4 separate regions of the Mus musculus genome follow, and regions 2, 3 and 4 are each linked to region 1. A link is a contact called in public Hi-C and promoter capture Hi-C data. All regions are on one chromosome and are shown on one strand. Each heading gives the region's core, a stretch centred on a gene start, on an enhancer-like site or on the middle of the called end of the contact. The rest is flanking DNA. Distances are from core to core; before and after follow the strand shown.

Region 1 (3,750 bases), core at 702-3,201:
AGGGAGGGGTATGGGGAGAGGGAAGCGTGGAAGAAAGAAGAATCCATAAAATAGCCAAAAGTCTTGCCATAGTAAGCCTAATTAGGCAGAAGGGCAGGGAGATGGTAAGCCACCACTGGAAGGGTAGGAGGCTGTCAAAGGTGCCTTCATAAGGGCTGCTGTCCATAACAGCATGGGCCACTCACCACAGGTACCACTGTTCAGTGTGTACACTGTTGCATTTTGAAGGCTTAGTACAGTATGCATTGATTGCATGTAGAAACACGTGGGGCATGTGGGTTAATTTTAAGATGACTTTGCCTGTTTTTGTCCTTTGTATACCCACTAAGACATTTGAAATTCCACATGTGCCTTTCATTTCTCTAAAATCTGCTGGTATGGAACTGAAGCCCTCTCACCCAGGAGGCAGGCTCCCCCACTGATCCCACACTTGCTGCCCTCAGTGCTACTTGGAAGCAATCCTGGGTTACTTTTTGGTGTTCCAGTTAATGGTATTGGGAGGGAGAACTGAGTGAAGAAAGAAACATATAATAACCTTTCCCCTCTCCAGTGAAGTTTGCAACATCAAAGCTGCCAGGTGCCAATTTCCCCGAAAGCTCTCAGACAGGACGAGTTGGAAACCATCCGAGAACTACAGAATGAAATGCAACAGAGAGATGTTAAATACAAAGAATGTGTAAAAATACAAAATGGAGTATTTACCTGGCAGGTTGGCATTTACAGGAATACTGGGGGAAAGCGCAAAAAATAGGGAACAGATGAGCTTCCTGGAAGACAGTTATGTTAAAAACAACAGACCTTGGTCAGGGAGATAGCCTAGCTGGCAAAGGCACTTACTTGCCCTCAAGATTGCCAATGTGATTTCAATCTTCAAAAACCATGTGGTGGAAGAAAAACAAAATGAACAAAAACCCAACAACAAAAAACAAAACTCCCCCCAGATCCTCCTATGTCTTCACATGTGATGATGCACCTGCACACACAAACACAAGTGTGAAAAATGGAATTCTTGTATATAACTTGTAGTCTAGGAAATTTACTAGTTTCCAAATGTAATTGGGCCGCCCCACCGAGATACCTGATTGGAGTGTTAAACTTAAGGCCTCAGCATTAAGCAGTAGCAAATGGTGTATATAGGTAGAGCAGAGTTACAACGGCCCAAACTGCAGATGTTCAACTCAGGTGTGGATGATCAAGCATCAATGGAAGAAACTAAGGTTTTGAAGGAGGAAATGAAAGCTTTTCCCCAGTGGTCTGCAGCTGAGTACCAGTGGCTTTTCTATTTGCTTTCTCTTGTTTTCTATTTTGTAAACTTTTCCAATGAGCACACAATATGTAGTTTTGATTAAGTATAAAAATGATTTGAGGGTTTATCTGCACGGAGCACCTGCCAGAAGGGACACCGTTGTTTGTTCTGTGACAAATACCTGGCACCCTCTAAGTTAAAAGGCGAATGCTGCCCAATAACCACTCACCTGCAAGAACTAACAGGCCGGTTGGCAAAAAGCAGAAGACAAATGGAAACGATGCCAAAGTCAACATTTCCTCAAGGGTGGAATCGATAAAACCTGCGGAGTAGCCAACACTCTCTGTGACCACAGCCGCACCGCTTGCAGCGGCCAGGTCGCTCGGAAGTGTTGATGATGCTGCGGTCCGTGGGTCGTGGGTCGCGGGTCGCCGGGCAGGGCGAGGGACGAGGCGGGCGCGGTTCCCTGGAGCAATAGTTGCGCCGCCCTCACGCCGAACGTCCGGATCCTCACAGGCTGCATCCGAGCGGCCCGTCCCGCCTCTGCTGGGAGAGACCAACAGGTGCCCCACGTGGCTGCGAGCCGCAGCGCCCCCCGAACGGAGCCCAGCCTACGCCGCGGGCAGAGCAGCTGTGCGCTCCGCGGGTGGGAGCCCACGCCTTCCAACAACTGGGGCGGGGCGGGGCGGAGGACTGGGCGCACCCTTGCCAGTGAGCGAGCGAGCGTGTGGAACCCCAGGCCTGAGCCCGCGCCCCTACCTGCCCAGCCAAGCCGAGTGCCGCCGGCTTTGTTCGCTTTGTCCTCGCGCACCTAAGCGGCCGGCCTGGAAGAACGCCATCCCGGAGAGCGCACGCGGCGTCGCACCAGGTAAGGGGTGCTGGCCTGGGAGGTGGGGGCCGGGGGACAGGCTGCGGATGGAGAAACGCGAGCGGCCTGGCGCCGTAGTGGGGACCCCTTCCCTGGCCACTGCAGAAGGGGCTGGAGTTTTGATAAAAAGCTTTGGGAACTTGCTCATCACTCCGTATTATGAGCACTCAGGTGCTACAGCATTTCAACCGGGTTTCCTAGACAGACAGCCTCGTCCTTTCAAATAAGTCACTTCCTGAAGAACTCGAGGGAAGTTCGCTGCTCTGAGAGCGAGACAGGGGTTCTGCTTTTCGCAGAACGCACGCCTGGGAGAGACATGCTTGCCTTCGGGCTCCCCGCAGCAAACATCACCTGGCTCGGCCCTGTTCTTTGCCCTTTTCCAGCTTGCCCAGGACCAGACGTCAGTGGCGGGCAGAGATAAAGTGGGAGGGGCTCAGCACATTGTGAATCCGTGATTTAAAAGTCTGAGCTCTAGACAGAGGCAAAGGAGCGGATGATGCTCTGCTGTGTTTGCTTACAGCGTTGCCTGCCGGCATCAGCCTGGACTTCTCAGTAAGGACCGCACTAGGGAAGGGAGGGGATGATTGTTAGTGGTATGGCATCCCACTATATGCTCCCTTGGTTAAATAAACGGAGAGCCCTCTGAATGCCTGTGGATTCAGTCCTAAAACTTCAAAGTCTCCTTTGCTCCGAAATGGTCTTATTGAGAAAGAAACGGAAAGCGTCTGGATGGTTAGCTCAAAGCTACCTTCCAGGGCATGGAATGTTCTAGACTTGATTCTGAGGCAAAGCCCAGGGATACAGAAGGACTCCTCCCTCTATCATCCCCAGTGTGCCTGAAAATCCATCAAGGAAGTATTTCTTGTCAAATCTGATTTGGGTCTACCCACCCAGAACTTAAAGACAAACCAATTCACCCCCACCTTCAGCAGACTATGGAACAAGCCAGCCAGAGGCCGGTGTTTCTGTGGTTGAATGGATGGGAAAACCCGAGGGCTAGCTTTATAGTTAATAGCCAAACTGAGCAGAGGTACAAAGACTTTGCATATACCTTCTGCCCCGCCCGCCCCAACCTGTTCTATTACCATCTCCCACTACATGGGATTTGTTAAAAGTGCTGAGCCTTCAAACTCCACAGTTGAGGACTCACACATTCTATACACTTGGACAAATGTTTACCACTGCCTGTTCATGTCACCGTTCCCTAGCCCCATGGCAAGGATTGATCTGTTCGGCTATCTCCATGGTTTGTTTCCTAGATGCCATATAGCTAAATCACACAGTCAATGATCTTTCAGACGCGCTTCTTCTGTTACAAGCGCATATCCAGTTCTCCACTCCTGGCTTTCTAAGGAGCTTCATGAGGAGGGCCTCCTTAGTTGGCAGTGTGGACTCTGGGGCCGAGCGCCTCGTGACAATGCCTTTGTTAGCCGTCCTCTTTGTGTGTGTGTGTGTGTCCTATGACTAGGAATCATTTTTACTGTCTGACACCCAAAGTCCTGGGTGCAGGGAAGATGCTTAATAACTGCCATTGGATAAAGGAAATTCCCTACCTTTATGGCAGTGGAGTGAGAACGGTACCATGAAGTGCTTCAGAACGGTGGGCTACAGAATTATGAACTATGCACCGCCACAA
Region 2 (3,750 bases), core at 910-3,409, 500 kb before region 1:
AAACACAAATTTTTATTTAAAAAAAAAAAAGTCCCTGAGCTGGATTTGGGCCGTGAGCTATATCTGACACTGAGGCCACGGTGTGCTGACATCTGCTCTAGAGTACGGGAATCATCTAGAACGTTTATCAGTGCAGAGCCTGAGCTCTCAGCACTGAATTTTCTACCTCAAAGTGTCCAGATCTCTTGATGGGGCTCCAGAAAGTATGATTCTGAGCATTTAAAACTCAGAGGGTCATCCATCAGCTCGGTTTGAGATTAAGGCCTGACCATCAGAAGTAACAGAATGTTCTAAGGTATTTACATCTCAGCGTTAGCATCACAGGGAACACATACGGGAACATTTTTCATAGCCACAAATTCTTCCCCTTTGTCAGAGATGCCACTCAAAGGTCTTCAAGTACTGAACAGCAGTGCAAGTGGCAGGAACCACTGTGAAGGGACACTGGAGATCCAGGGAGCTCCAGGGAGCTCCAGGACATATGTCCTTGTCAACCAGTCCTATTTCAGAAAGGCTTTAGCATGGGTGGTTTAAACAATATGCACCCTCCAGCAGCTAGGCCAGCGTGGAAGGAAAGGGGAATTCGGGTGATAGATACAGCTTCTCTGAACTGACTCCAGGGATAAGGGAAATATGGCACTTAAGACAGTCTAGACTTCGATTCCATACTAATATAAAAATAAGGGATGTCTCAGAGGTTAAGAGTGCTTGCAGCTCTTCCAGAGGATCATTTTGTTTGGTTCCCAAATTGATCAGCTCATAACTGCCTATAACTCTAGCTTTAAGGGGGATATTGCGCCCTCTTCTGGAGTCTGAGAGCACCTGCACTCACATGCACACACACACACACACACACACACACACACACACACAGGTTTAAAGATAAAAACAAATCTCTAAAAGTTGCATCCTCTAGTGCTCTTTCTAACAACTATAAATCTGCTGAATGGGACTTTTGAATATTTAGTAAGAAAGCTATGAGCCAACAGGGAAAGAGTTCACTTATTTGGTTCTATATTTGGAGACTGGCAACATGAGGACCATTTGCGTAGTTTCATTTTATTTATTTGTTATAAGCCAGGATGTCATGTAGCATAGGCTGGCCTCTGACTCACTATATAGCCTAGAGTGGCCTTGAACTCCTGATCTTCCTGCCCTACCTGTCAAGTTATTTATGCATATATGTGTGTATGTATGTATGTATGTATGTATGTATGTGTGTCTGTCTGTCTGTCTGTATGTGTGTATGTATGTGTGTATGTGTATATATGTGTGTGTGTATGTGTGTATGTATATGGATGTGTGTGTATATGTGTGTATATGTGTGTATGTATATGGATGTGTGTGTATATATGTGTGTGTATGTACGTATGTATGTATGTGTGTTGGTATGTATGTGTATATATGTATGTGTGTGTATGTATGTATGTGTATATGTGTATATATGTGTGTATGTATGTGTGTATATGTGTGTGTTTATGTATGTGTGTGTATATGTAAATAGGTTATAGATAGGTGCCGCAACCAGCTGCATTATTTTTAAACAAAGCCGCTGCACTCACTGTCTGAGAGGAAAAGGGGGACAGTACAGAAGGATAGCTCTCCCCAGTATACTCACCTCACTCACAAGCTTGCTCACACTCTGAGCTCGCTTAAGAACCAAGTTGTCCTGGGCTGCAAGGGAGTGAAAATGCGCTGCACCTTTCATCTTATGGAAGTCCTGCCGGTATTTTATCTGAAAGAAACACACAAGGGGGAATCTGGAGTTGTGGTTGCCACGTTAAGATTAACTCAGTAGGGCTCTCTAAAGGAAGGAAAGTTCCTATGGGCTTTAAAAAAAAAAAAAAAAAAAAAAAGGTCTTATTAAATTTAGAAAGCACTTGATTCTTTTTGTGCTAAAACTTTTCCTGGCTCTGTCCACACACTTCCCGATACTGCCTAGAGGAAGAAGACAGGTTCTTCAGGCCACCATGGCTAAGAGAATAAACTCCAACCACAATTTGCCCTAAATTTCAACACCATCTCTACAGTGTCTCAGAGGAAGGAGTAACGCCTTGCATTTCCCATCTCAGGGCAAAGGTGACGCTGTTCCAGGTACCCAGGCACTCACTGAACAGTGGCAGAAAGAATGAATGCTAGGGACCAAGTCCAAGCTGGCATGTTAAGAACTGCGGTGAGCACCACACTCTACCAAGTTTAATTATAGCCCGTCTCTCAAGGACCGATTGCCAGCTGCCTAATATTCTTTAAATAAACTTATCACTCACTGGGTCACGCCCAATTTGATAATACACGACTTCTTCAGTGAGCTTTCCCTTCAATCTCACACTGGCATTTTGGCAAGGCTCCCCTCATCCCCGCTGACCTGCTTGCACCAGCATTTGTACATTTTGAAAATGGCCTAAGTGAGCAGTAGACTTTGTCCAACTGCATTTCCATGCAAACAGATAACACAATCAAAGTCTATAAATAGATCAATAAGAGAGTCTGCGTTTGGACCAGAGGCTGGCCTCGAAGTCTGCTTTTGCTTGGCTCTAGGAGATGTGTGTCTGTGCTTGGCGTTCAGCAAGTGTGGCTGTCAGCATCCCATAATCCACACCTCAGTGGCTCTGCCAGCACTTACGTCACTAACAAGTTCATTGGCCTTCTTGGCGTTCTGATACGCTGGGGTGATCATGGCCGGGAAGCTGCCCTTTCCTCTGGGTTCATCACACTCTTCTGAGTAAACCTGGTGAGCCAATCAGAAACTTTGATCAGTAATGTGTCCCTCCTGGCACGGGTGGGGTCAGCAGTGATAACCCCAGAGACTGATCTCAGAAAAGCTCATCCAGAGATGTACATGTGGTGAATAAGATACTAGAGCTTGGAGCCTGGACCACTATATCATACATATGTGTATACATACATACATACATACATACATACACTATATTATAATACATTATTTCATACATACATGCATACACTGTATCATACACACATACTCTATATCATACATACATATACTATATCACATACATATGCATACAAAGATGCATACACTATAAAATACATGCACGCACACATAGATGAATATACTATATCATACATACATGCATACATACATATATATATACATACTCTATATCATACATACCTACACCATACCACATATACATGCGAACAGATGGAAACGTCCTCTTATTGGCCAAACCACCACATTAGCATAGGTTAATTTTTTCTTTTTTAAGGACTTGGGTTCTTCACCTAAGCAGATGAGCTGAGCTCTGTATATTGCCTGCACCAAGTCCAAACTCTGATCACATGTCCAACACTGTCACAGCTGTAGGGAACAAAGAGCTGGCCTTGGAGAAGACCAGCTCTGGGAAGTGTCATGTACCTGGCCACATCGGTCTACAGAGTCCTTTGTCATCCCACCCTCGGCTCCGACAGGACTAGCCATTCCCTTCATTTCTCTATGATATTGTTGATGGTACCTCACCTGTTTGGAGTAACAAAAAAACTCAGTGAGTCCCAATATAAGAACCACAAAAGGTAAAAAACAAAAAACAAAAACCAATGCTTTGTGGCATCTTCAGTCTCTGCTTAGGTCTAAGGAGAATGCCATAGACAGAAGTAGCACTGTCATGGGGAAAATGATTGACAACTATGAATAAAAGGTAGTTCTTGCCTCTTAGTAATATATAAAAGCAGACAGGAAGTTGGACCTCCCAAACCAGATTAACTTCTTGCTTCCTCCTTAACAAGACA
Region 3 (3,750 bases), core at 770-3,269, 440 kb before region 1:
TTAGGGGAGACCGATGCAAAACCCTGTTAGAGAAACCCAAACTCTTCTTCATTCAGGTGCTTTTGAGGGCAGTGGGACTGCATGTGGGGAAAGCTAACAGGGCAGGAGCGGTATTATCTGTACAAATCAACGTGCCATTTCCCTGGGGAATGCACGCTGGGGCCGGGGCTTCCTGCCCAGAAATGGTTGGTACGGGCACTTGCTGTATTTCTGTAAGGCTTCGCTTTGTAATTCCACTCAATCCGGGTGCTTATCTTCTGATCAGCTGGCGCTGAGCTCCCTGTGTGCCAGGCAGGGCTCCTGGGCACAGCAGAGAACAGCACAAACAGGTTGTGTCCCAGTCTGTTCCATCTCTACTTTGATATGCTTTAGGCATGCCGAGGGACGGAGCTCGATGATGGAATCCAGGCTGACTCGGGGCCCATCAACGACATTGACGCTAATCCCCGCAACAAGATCCCGGTGGAAGCCGACTTCCTCTTTGCTTACTCCACGGTTCCAGGTACCCTGTCCACTGTCTGCTGACCTTACCAATCCATGCTCCTCCATCCACATGCAGGTGTGAGGGCTGTATTGGTCTCTTGTTGCTACAGTCATTAATTAATAGTTTTTAGCATCCCTAACATAAACCGTCTCGAGATTTGGAACTGAGTGTCAGTATCCCACGCAGAAGTTTGGATTCTGGAGTAGTTCAGATATCATGTTTCCTTGCCCCGCCAAGGGGACCTGGCTCAGTGGGCAAGCTACTTGCAGTACAAGCAATGAGGACCCAAGACCGAATCCCCAGCATCTATGTAAGAGCCAAACATAGCTCTGTGTGCCTGTAACCCTAGCACTGGGTGTTTAGATAAAGGAGAATCCTGGAGGCCCACTGGCCTGCCACCCTAGCTGGGTTGGCAAGCTCCAAATTCCGACAGACTGTGTCTCAAAAATTAAAGTGAAGATCAATTCAGGAAGACACCCGACATGGACACAGGTCCCTGCACCCAGTTGTGCACAAGCACATACACACGCATGCACGCACATGCAACACACGGAATGAAAGAAAACCACTGTCCAAGCAGTAAAGCCTATGTACTCGATCTGAGGTACTTGTACTCATGAGCAAGCGTTGGGGACAACAGATACCCAGTGCATCCTACAGACAGAGTGACACATGTCACATAAACATCATCTTGGTGGCCTAGAGGCCAGAATCCCAGAGGAAAGAGCAGGGTGGCCTCTCTGCTGGAAGCACATAGGGAAATTGGTTTCCTCTTTTTCCTAGCAATCTTAGACCTCCTAGATCCCTTGGCTTACGGCCCTTCCTCATTTAAAAACCCCTCCTCGATCTCTCGGTCTCTTCCCTGTCAACCTTGCAAACACAGTTCTCTCTCAGCCTGCTTCCCTTCCTCGGGCTTGGTCTGCCTGGTACTCCATAGCCATTTCCCATTTCCCCATCGGGAGTCTTATCATTTTACTGGCATCTGAAAAGTCCTTTTTGTCGTAGAGGGTAACCTGGTCACAGATTCCAGAGTTAGGTGTGTCCATCTTCGGGGACCACCACTCTTAACTCATTCCTCTCCCTGAGAAAACGGAATGCACCCCCCCCCAGCCTTTGTTGTACTAAGATTAATAATAATGGCAAGACTTTCACAATAAGCAATAATTATGCATGTAACTATAAAAATTATGTCATTTTAGGTCATTTTAAATCTTCGTGCCATCATCCTTATAATAATTCTGTAGGTGATGGAGAAAACCATTGTTGCTTTTGCAGTTGAAAAATTAATTGATTAATTGATTGATTAATTAATTAATTAGGTAAGCTTTAGAAATGTGTTAAGGGTCAGGTTTCAGTGCTCAGACTCTGCATTGCATCACAAACCAGGATCCTTTAGGCTGGGACCATGGCAGGTACCATGCAATGCCAGGAACGAGTGTGGTTTCTTATTATTTACCAAGCCCTGGGTTTGCCCTGGGTTTGTCTGTTCGGTACAAGCCTTCCCTTTGTGAGACATAGACCCCTTGTTGAGTGAGAATTCCCCCAGCTGTAGGACTTTCGCAAAGGCTTGGTGCAGGCAGAGGTATTAGTTTCAGTAAATGAGTCAGTACATCTGGGGAAAACAGAACAAAACCAGCTCTGGCAGGCTCTACAGATGGGTTCTGTGAGTATGCTAAAGTCACACTTTTAAGCACTGTAAAGGGTAGAAAGTACATTGGTCTTCTGCTCTTGGGAGCTTGGCAGTGCAAAAATTGGCAGACATCAGTGTGAGTAAACCCAGTATGGAGCTGTCGCTGCTCAGAGAAGGTCTGCAGGAACTCAGGGAGGAAGGCAAACTCCTCTGCAGGGGCCAATAAGAAAGCTTTCTTTAAAAGTTACTGCCATGACTGCTGAATTCAGCCATCAGCCTGGACTAGGTCTAATGCCCAGTACATTTGCTGGGCCAGACGGAGTGGATCACAGATGCGGCAGTTGTCTTGAGTCAACAGACATCGTTTCTGGGCCAACTGGTCTCAGAAGAGGACTCTCTTCCTGCTTCATAAATGGCTGCCTTCTTCCTCTGTCCTCACATGGCAGAGAAAACACAGGAAAAAAAACAAAACAAAACAAAACAAAACGGAAGAGTTCTGACATATCTTCTCATAAAGACACTAATCCTACAACGTCAGGGACCCACCACCCCTCTGACCTCACTAACTTAACTCCTTGAAGGTCATACTGGAGACTAGGACTTCAACATGTAAACATGAGGATGGGGGTGGGGCATTGTTCAGTCTACAGTCTACAGAGGAACCTCTTATCGTGTGTGGACTGTGCGTGCTGCCAAACAGCCTGAAGTTTGCCCTGATAAAGAAATACGAGGAAAATGTTTCCGGGTGAGGAGTCACAGGATGGTTATCTTCACTGTTCAGATGGCTACCTCGGGGACCTCTAGAGGGGAGATGGTAGTGCATTTGTTTGTATGCACATCCATACGTATCCATATGCACAACCAACCAGGCCACTGGGTTGAATGACACCCTGTCTACAGACAAGTGCATGGTTGTGTGACTGACTACCCATCAGCCCCTGGCTTGGGCTGGTGGCTGCTAGTGTGTGCACTGCAGACAAGAATTCTAAGGGCACTATAGCCTACTGTGTGCCACTGCTGGCTGAACTCTTGTGACATAACTAGGTGGTAAGGCTGCCCGTGACACTGGTCCGGTTCTCACCCTCCTGGGTCTGGACCTCTCGGCAGAATGAAGCCACTGTGCAGATTATCATGTGAACGGAATTCAGCTTTGTGTTGGTTCTTGCTGCCGCTGAATGGAGAGCCCTGCACTCTCCTCTCTCCCTGGGTGCTGTGGCCCAAGGTCTTCAGCTTTGCTGCTTAGTCCAAGACATCAGACAGCACAATCACAAACAAAGGCTTTCCTTCCACCAAGATGTCTGTCTATCCCAAGACAGTGAATGAAACTCCACATGGCATTGCTGTGACTTGTAGATCTCGTTCAACATGGTGGCCTGGTGAGGCTGGACATGGACTGTCTGTCTCTCTAGGCTCATATCCTCTGGCCTCTGGCTTGTAGGGGTTCCCAGGTAAGCACATGGTCACGTAGATGTGTGTTCTCTGCTGGCCATGTGGAAATGCTCTGGGGAGTTCCATTTTCCCGTTTTCTGCCTGGCTTTCCCAATCACAAGCAACAATTTTAGATTCCCTAAGAGTCAAAGAAGGCAGGAAGTCACGGAAGGAGGGAGACACTCTGCATGGTTATGAAGAAAGCTAG
Region 4 (3,750 bases), core at 913-3,412, 330 kb before region 1:
CCCACATAGTCCAAGGGGAATTTTCTATGTGTTAAACATGACATTTATCTTAAAATATAATAAAAGCATGGCATCACTTCTGTTACTGGCACATTTCTGTGAGGCTGAGTCATCTCAGACTACCTTCTAGTTCCTCTTCTGGTATATTAACATGCATGATGAATACAACATATCCATATTTAGAAACCAAATGTATTTATAATTTTTTTTTATCTAATTCTAAAGTAGGATAACAAATAGGCCTGGTTTATTCAGCTTGTAGGAACACTCATCTATAAAGTGTTAATACCACTTAACTTATATAGTCCTTATAAGAGTTAAGTAGGAGAAAGCAGAGTGAAAGAAAGGTTCAGCGACATTTGTGGAAACTGAGAAGTTGAGATGATGGCTCAGTCGACAAAGTGCCTGCTGTGTCCACAAGGACCCGGGTTCCTATTACAAACCTGTACGTAAACAAGTCAGTCATGGTTGCAAGCGCCTATAGTCCCTGGGGGGACTGAGGGGACACTGGCAGGAGCCTTGATGGGTCTTTCCTTACCTGTGTCAGAGATAGGTGGAGAATCCAAACACTCAAACACATGCCACTGGGGCGTCTGACCCAGCAATGAGGAGAAGGGCATCTGGCAGCTTGGGCAGTATCCATCATAAACAGGGCGCACCTTCGGGGTCACTTGCTTCCCTCTGCGAGTTCTATGTTGCTTTTTCGGTGTTGTCTCTTTGTTTTGAGACTGCTGACTCTCATCTCTACAGCTCGAACTCTGACTGGAACCTGCAGAAATCTGACTGTCTGTTTCTGCAAGGCACACTTTGTGGTCCTTCGTCTTGCCTGGATTTTCTGAAGTCCTTTTTTCATTTCCTTTTGACTGGTGTTTTCCATCTGTTGATTTTTCAACAGATTCTGAAATATTTTCAGAACAATTATTTGGATGTACGGGTTTGGGCTTTCTTTTAGATTTATATTCCCAGATTTCTTCTTCCCAAAACGTGTCTTCTAACATGGCCAAATGATTTTTGTGAGTACAGCACCAGTCTTTGGTGAATTCAGAGTCCATTTCTTGTAACAAGTTTTTAATAGGAAAAAAAAAGTAGCCAAAAGCCAACTAACTTGGTTGGAACTGAAAGCTTTGGTGATATTGGCACACAACCCACTTAGTACCTGTGAACACCTGCTGTTCCATTTTATACCATAATAAAATTAAGAGAACTCACTACAGGGTAACATCTATACGGTTTTCTTTACATTGTGACACTATTTCATTCAGGTTTTTTTTTAACTTCTCAGAACTTGATTTATAAAAATAAGAATCAAGAATGTCTTGAATGTCAAGCACTGACGGTAAGTACCAGGCTCAATGACTTTAACTGAAAACAGTCTCCATATAATGGTTAGAAAGCTATTCTGGCTCTCGTTCATGTGGACAAGTGTCCATTTACAAGTCCAGTCACAGTCCCTAGTCTACTTAGTGTGAGACTAGTCCATAGACTAGACCATAATCAAAGAGGTGTTGGTTACAACCGACAGCTGCCCTTATTCGTGACTCATGGGTCCAACCAGTTTCAGCTTCCTGGGTCAGTCCATTTCTTCCTCCATCCTAGGATCAAACCCTGCACAGTGAACAAAGTTCAAACATGTGAGACTGTACTCCACACCATAGGGGCTGTCTGCCCTGAAATCAATCAGCCACTTCTGCAGACCTCCAGAGAGGTCAGGTACCAGAAAATTCCTACAGGCTCCCGCTCTTTGCCTTTGGATCTGGGGTGGGGGGAAGATCAATGAAGGAGCCCTACATTATTCCCAGGTTAAATAATGCCAACATCCCAATGAGCCCTTGTGCAGCTCGCCCCGTTCCTCCCGGTAGTCCCTCGTGGGCACACCTGGCCTGGCAGCAGGGGGACCCCGCTGCAGCTGCCTCCTCTCTGCGCCAGCTCGCGGGACATTCCATTCGCGCCCGCACTTTCAGCACACCCAGAGTCACAGGACACTTTTGTTGTTGTCAACACAAAACCACCGGCCTCACTGCCTACATTAAAAAAAAAAAAAAAAAAAAAAAAAAAAAAAAAAAGAGTCTCCTCCGAGGGTTGCTTTACCTTCTTTACCTTTCGAGTCTTTCTTGGCGGGAACGCTGTCCCACTGTCACTGCCGTGCCGAATCGGCTGATCTCAGTTTAAGAGTGGGACACACAAATGGGCAGGCTTTTCTTAAGTCGGCTCTTTTAAACGTGTACATGGTTATTTGAATTTTATTTGTCTTGGAATTCCCTGCCGGGCTTCAAAGGCAATGGGTTCCCAGCTCCTCTGGAGCGCGACCCTAGCAGCCTTCCCCGTGTCGAATCTGGCGCTCTGAACGTCCAGGCTTCGCGGCGGCCCGGAACCTGGAAGGGGCGGGGTGGGCAACTCTGGAGTTTAATTACGCGCCAGGGAAGCACGGCCCTTTGGACTTTGGCGTCCGGAGGAAGGCTTATTGGAGGCGGAAGCGTGTGTGGCGCAGGGCCGGGCTGGCCAGGCCCCGCTCTGAGTCAAGAGGGCGGCGCACGCTGGTCCGACCCGCGCCCTCGGCCCCGGAGCCCTCGGGAGCTCGCGCAACATGGCGGCTCCCGGAGCGCGCGGCGCGAGCCTCTCGGGCCTGCTGCCCGCGCAGACCTCGCTCGAGTACGCCCTGCTGGACGCCGTCACCCAGCAAGAGAAGGATGAGTTGGTCTACCAGTATCTGCAGAAGGTGGACGGCTGGGAGCAGGACCTAGCGGTGCCCGAGTTTCCGGAAGGTGAGGGGCTGGCGTCGGGGTGGGGGCCGCTCCCGGGTCCTCCCCTTCCTCGGTGGCTCCCTCCCGCCAGCAGATCGGTGCCCTGCGGTCCTCCCACAGCCCCCGAGGTGCTCCAGGGGAGCAGCGACACACGGAGGGGGTTCTGCTGGGCGGGGACCAGTGTTTGCATCTCTGTCTGGAATCCTGCGTGACCTGACGTCAGTAGCCTCAAGGCTCCATGGGTGTATATTGATCACTTTTTAATGTGCCACAGACGGTTTGAAGCACTTGAGAGCTCCTACTTACCTGGTACAACCCACCGAGACCCTCTTACTAGTCTTGTTTTACAGTTAAGGAAACTGAGGCACAGGGAAGGCTAGGAAACCTGCCCGTCTAATAACCACTAGAGTTGGACTACATTCTACAGGCATAGCATCTGATGGTTTTCTAGTCCAACCGCGTTTCCACGTTCAAAGTGGTGAACCTATTGATCTTTAAAATCTGGAATCAATTTTAGCTTAGTACTCAGGTTTGAATCCTAGTAGTGGGAACTGTTGGGACATAGGGAAACGATACTCCCGGTAGTACAGTTTAAACAAAACGCTCCCTTACCTTCTTTGGTTGGGAGTGTCATTGTTTAGCCTGCCGTGTTGGCATGTGTCCTGGCGTGTGACACTGAAACCACATGCATAGTTAATTTGTTACCTGTGGTAGGGTTCAGGTATCTTCCGGAAGGATCTATCTGTTCCTCCTTCATCCCACAACAGTCTTGGATATTTCGGACCCTTTTGCACTCGCCTTGAGAGGGGCTTACCGTTCCCCTCGTTATACTGGATTTGAAATACCGTGGAATTGCAAAAGAATTGGCTGCATGGAGGTCGGTCCCATCAGAGAAACTTAAAAATGACAAACACGTATATGCAGTGTATACATATCTTCTGAAAACTTTGTAATAAAGCACGTGGTAAATACACTATTATAAGCCAGTAGGCCATCAGTTAGAATTTTG

Evidence for each region. Promoter capture Hi-C pulls out the DNA fragments that hold promoters and counts their contacts. A called contact is a pair of places that touch in the nucleus more often than the background predicts.
Region 2: a contact with region 1 is called in a Hi-C map of liver, with 2.0 times the contacts expected there. The contact joins the enhancer-like site here to the promoter of Vwa2 in region 1. A contact is called at or near these places in 9 of 39 promoter capture datasets (the 3T3-L1 cell line, the C10 cell line, cranial neural crest and 3 more), 1 of 484 Hi-C or Micro-C datasets (liver), 2 of 115 datasets of contacts at active chromatin or transcription factors (embryonic forebrain and embryonic stem cells) and 2 of 9 other capture datasets (embryonic stem cells and macrophages).
Region 3: a contact with region 1 is called in a promoter capture Hi-C map of cranial neural crest. The contact joins the enhancer-like site here to the promoter of Vwa2 in region 1. A contact is called at or near these places in 13 of 39 promoter capture datasets (the 3T3-L1 cell line, HPC-7-derived erythroid cells, cranial neural crest and 9 more), 1 of 15 datasets of contacts at CTCF or cohesin (the NIH/3T3 cell line), 2 of 115 datasets of contacts at active chromatin or transcription factors (embryonic basal ganglia and embryonic stem cells) and 3 of 9 other capture datasets (adipose tissue, embryonic stem cells and macrophages).
Region 4: a contact with region 1 is called in a promoter capture Hi-C map of liver. The contact joins the promoter of Nhlrc2 here to the promoter of Vwa2 in region 1. A contact is called at or near these places in 8 of 39 promoter capture datasets (cranial neural crest, embryonic stem cells, frontonasal cranial neural crest and 4 more), 1 of 15 datasets of contacts at CTCF or cohesin (the NIH/3T3 cell line), 7 of 115 datasets of contacts at active chromatin or transcription factors (the NIH/3T3 cell line, craniofacial prominence, embryonic limb bud and 2 more) and 2 of 9 other capture datasets (adipose tissue and pancreatic islet).

The regions. Positions count from the first base shown.
Region 1 is chr19:56,872,465-56,876,214 of GRCm38.p6, forward strand. It overlaps Vwa2 (von Willebrand factor A domain containing 2), which reads left to right and starts at 1,952. Exons shown (of 14, transcript NM_172840.2): 1 at 1,952-2,114.
Region 2 is chr19:56,376,437-56,380,186 of GRCm38.p6, forward strand. Nrap (nebulin-related anchoring protein) reads right to left here. Exons shown (of 42, transcript NM_008733.4): 9 at 3,380-3,481; 10 at 2,624-2,728; 11 at 1,619-1,735. Among named protein-coding and RNA genes, the nearest start is that of Nrap, 12 kb to the right of the region's middle. Within about 2 kb of position 2,160, at least 10 of the 459 cell types and tissues checked have an H3K27ac peak or open chromatin away from gene starts, as enhancers often do. A contact at or near this core is called in liver, where this site is marked.
Region 3 is chr19:56,436,347-56,440,096 of GRCm38.p6, forward strand. Casp7 (caspase 7) reads left to right here. Exons shown (of 7, transcript NM_007611.2): 5 at 1-56; 6 at 373-502. Among named protein-coding and RNA genes, the nearest start is that of Gm46657, 17 kb to the right of the region's middle. Within about 2 kb of position 2,020, at least 29 of the 459 cell types and tissues checked have an H3K27ac peak or open chromatin away from gene starts, as enhancers often do.
Region 4 is chr19:56,546,099-56,549,848 of GRCm38.p6, forward strand. It overlaps Nhlrc2 (NHL repeat containing 2), which reads left to right and starts at 2,163. Exons shown (of 11, transcript NM_025811.3): 1 at 2,163-2,762. The coding sequence starts at 2,585. Dclre1a (DNA cross-link repair 1A) reads right to left here and starts at 2,024. Exons shown (of 10, transcript NM_001360437.1): 1 at 1,876-2,024; 2 at 539-1,605. The coding sequence starts at 1,052.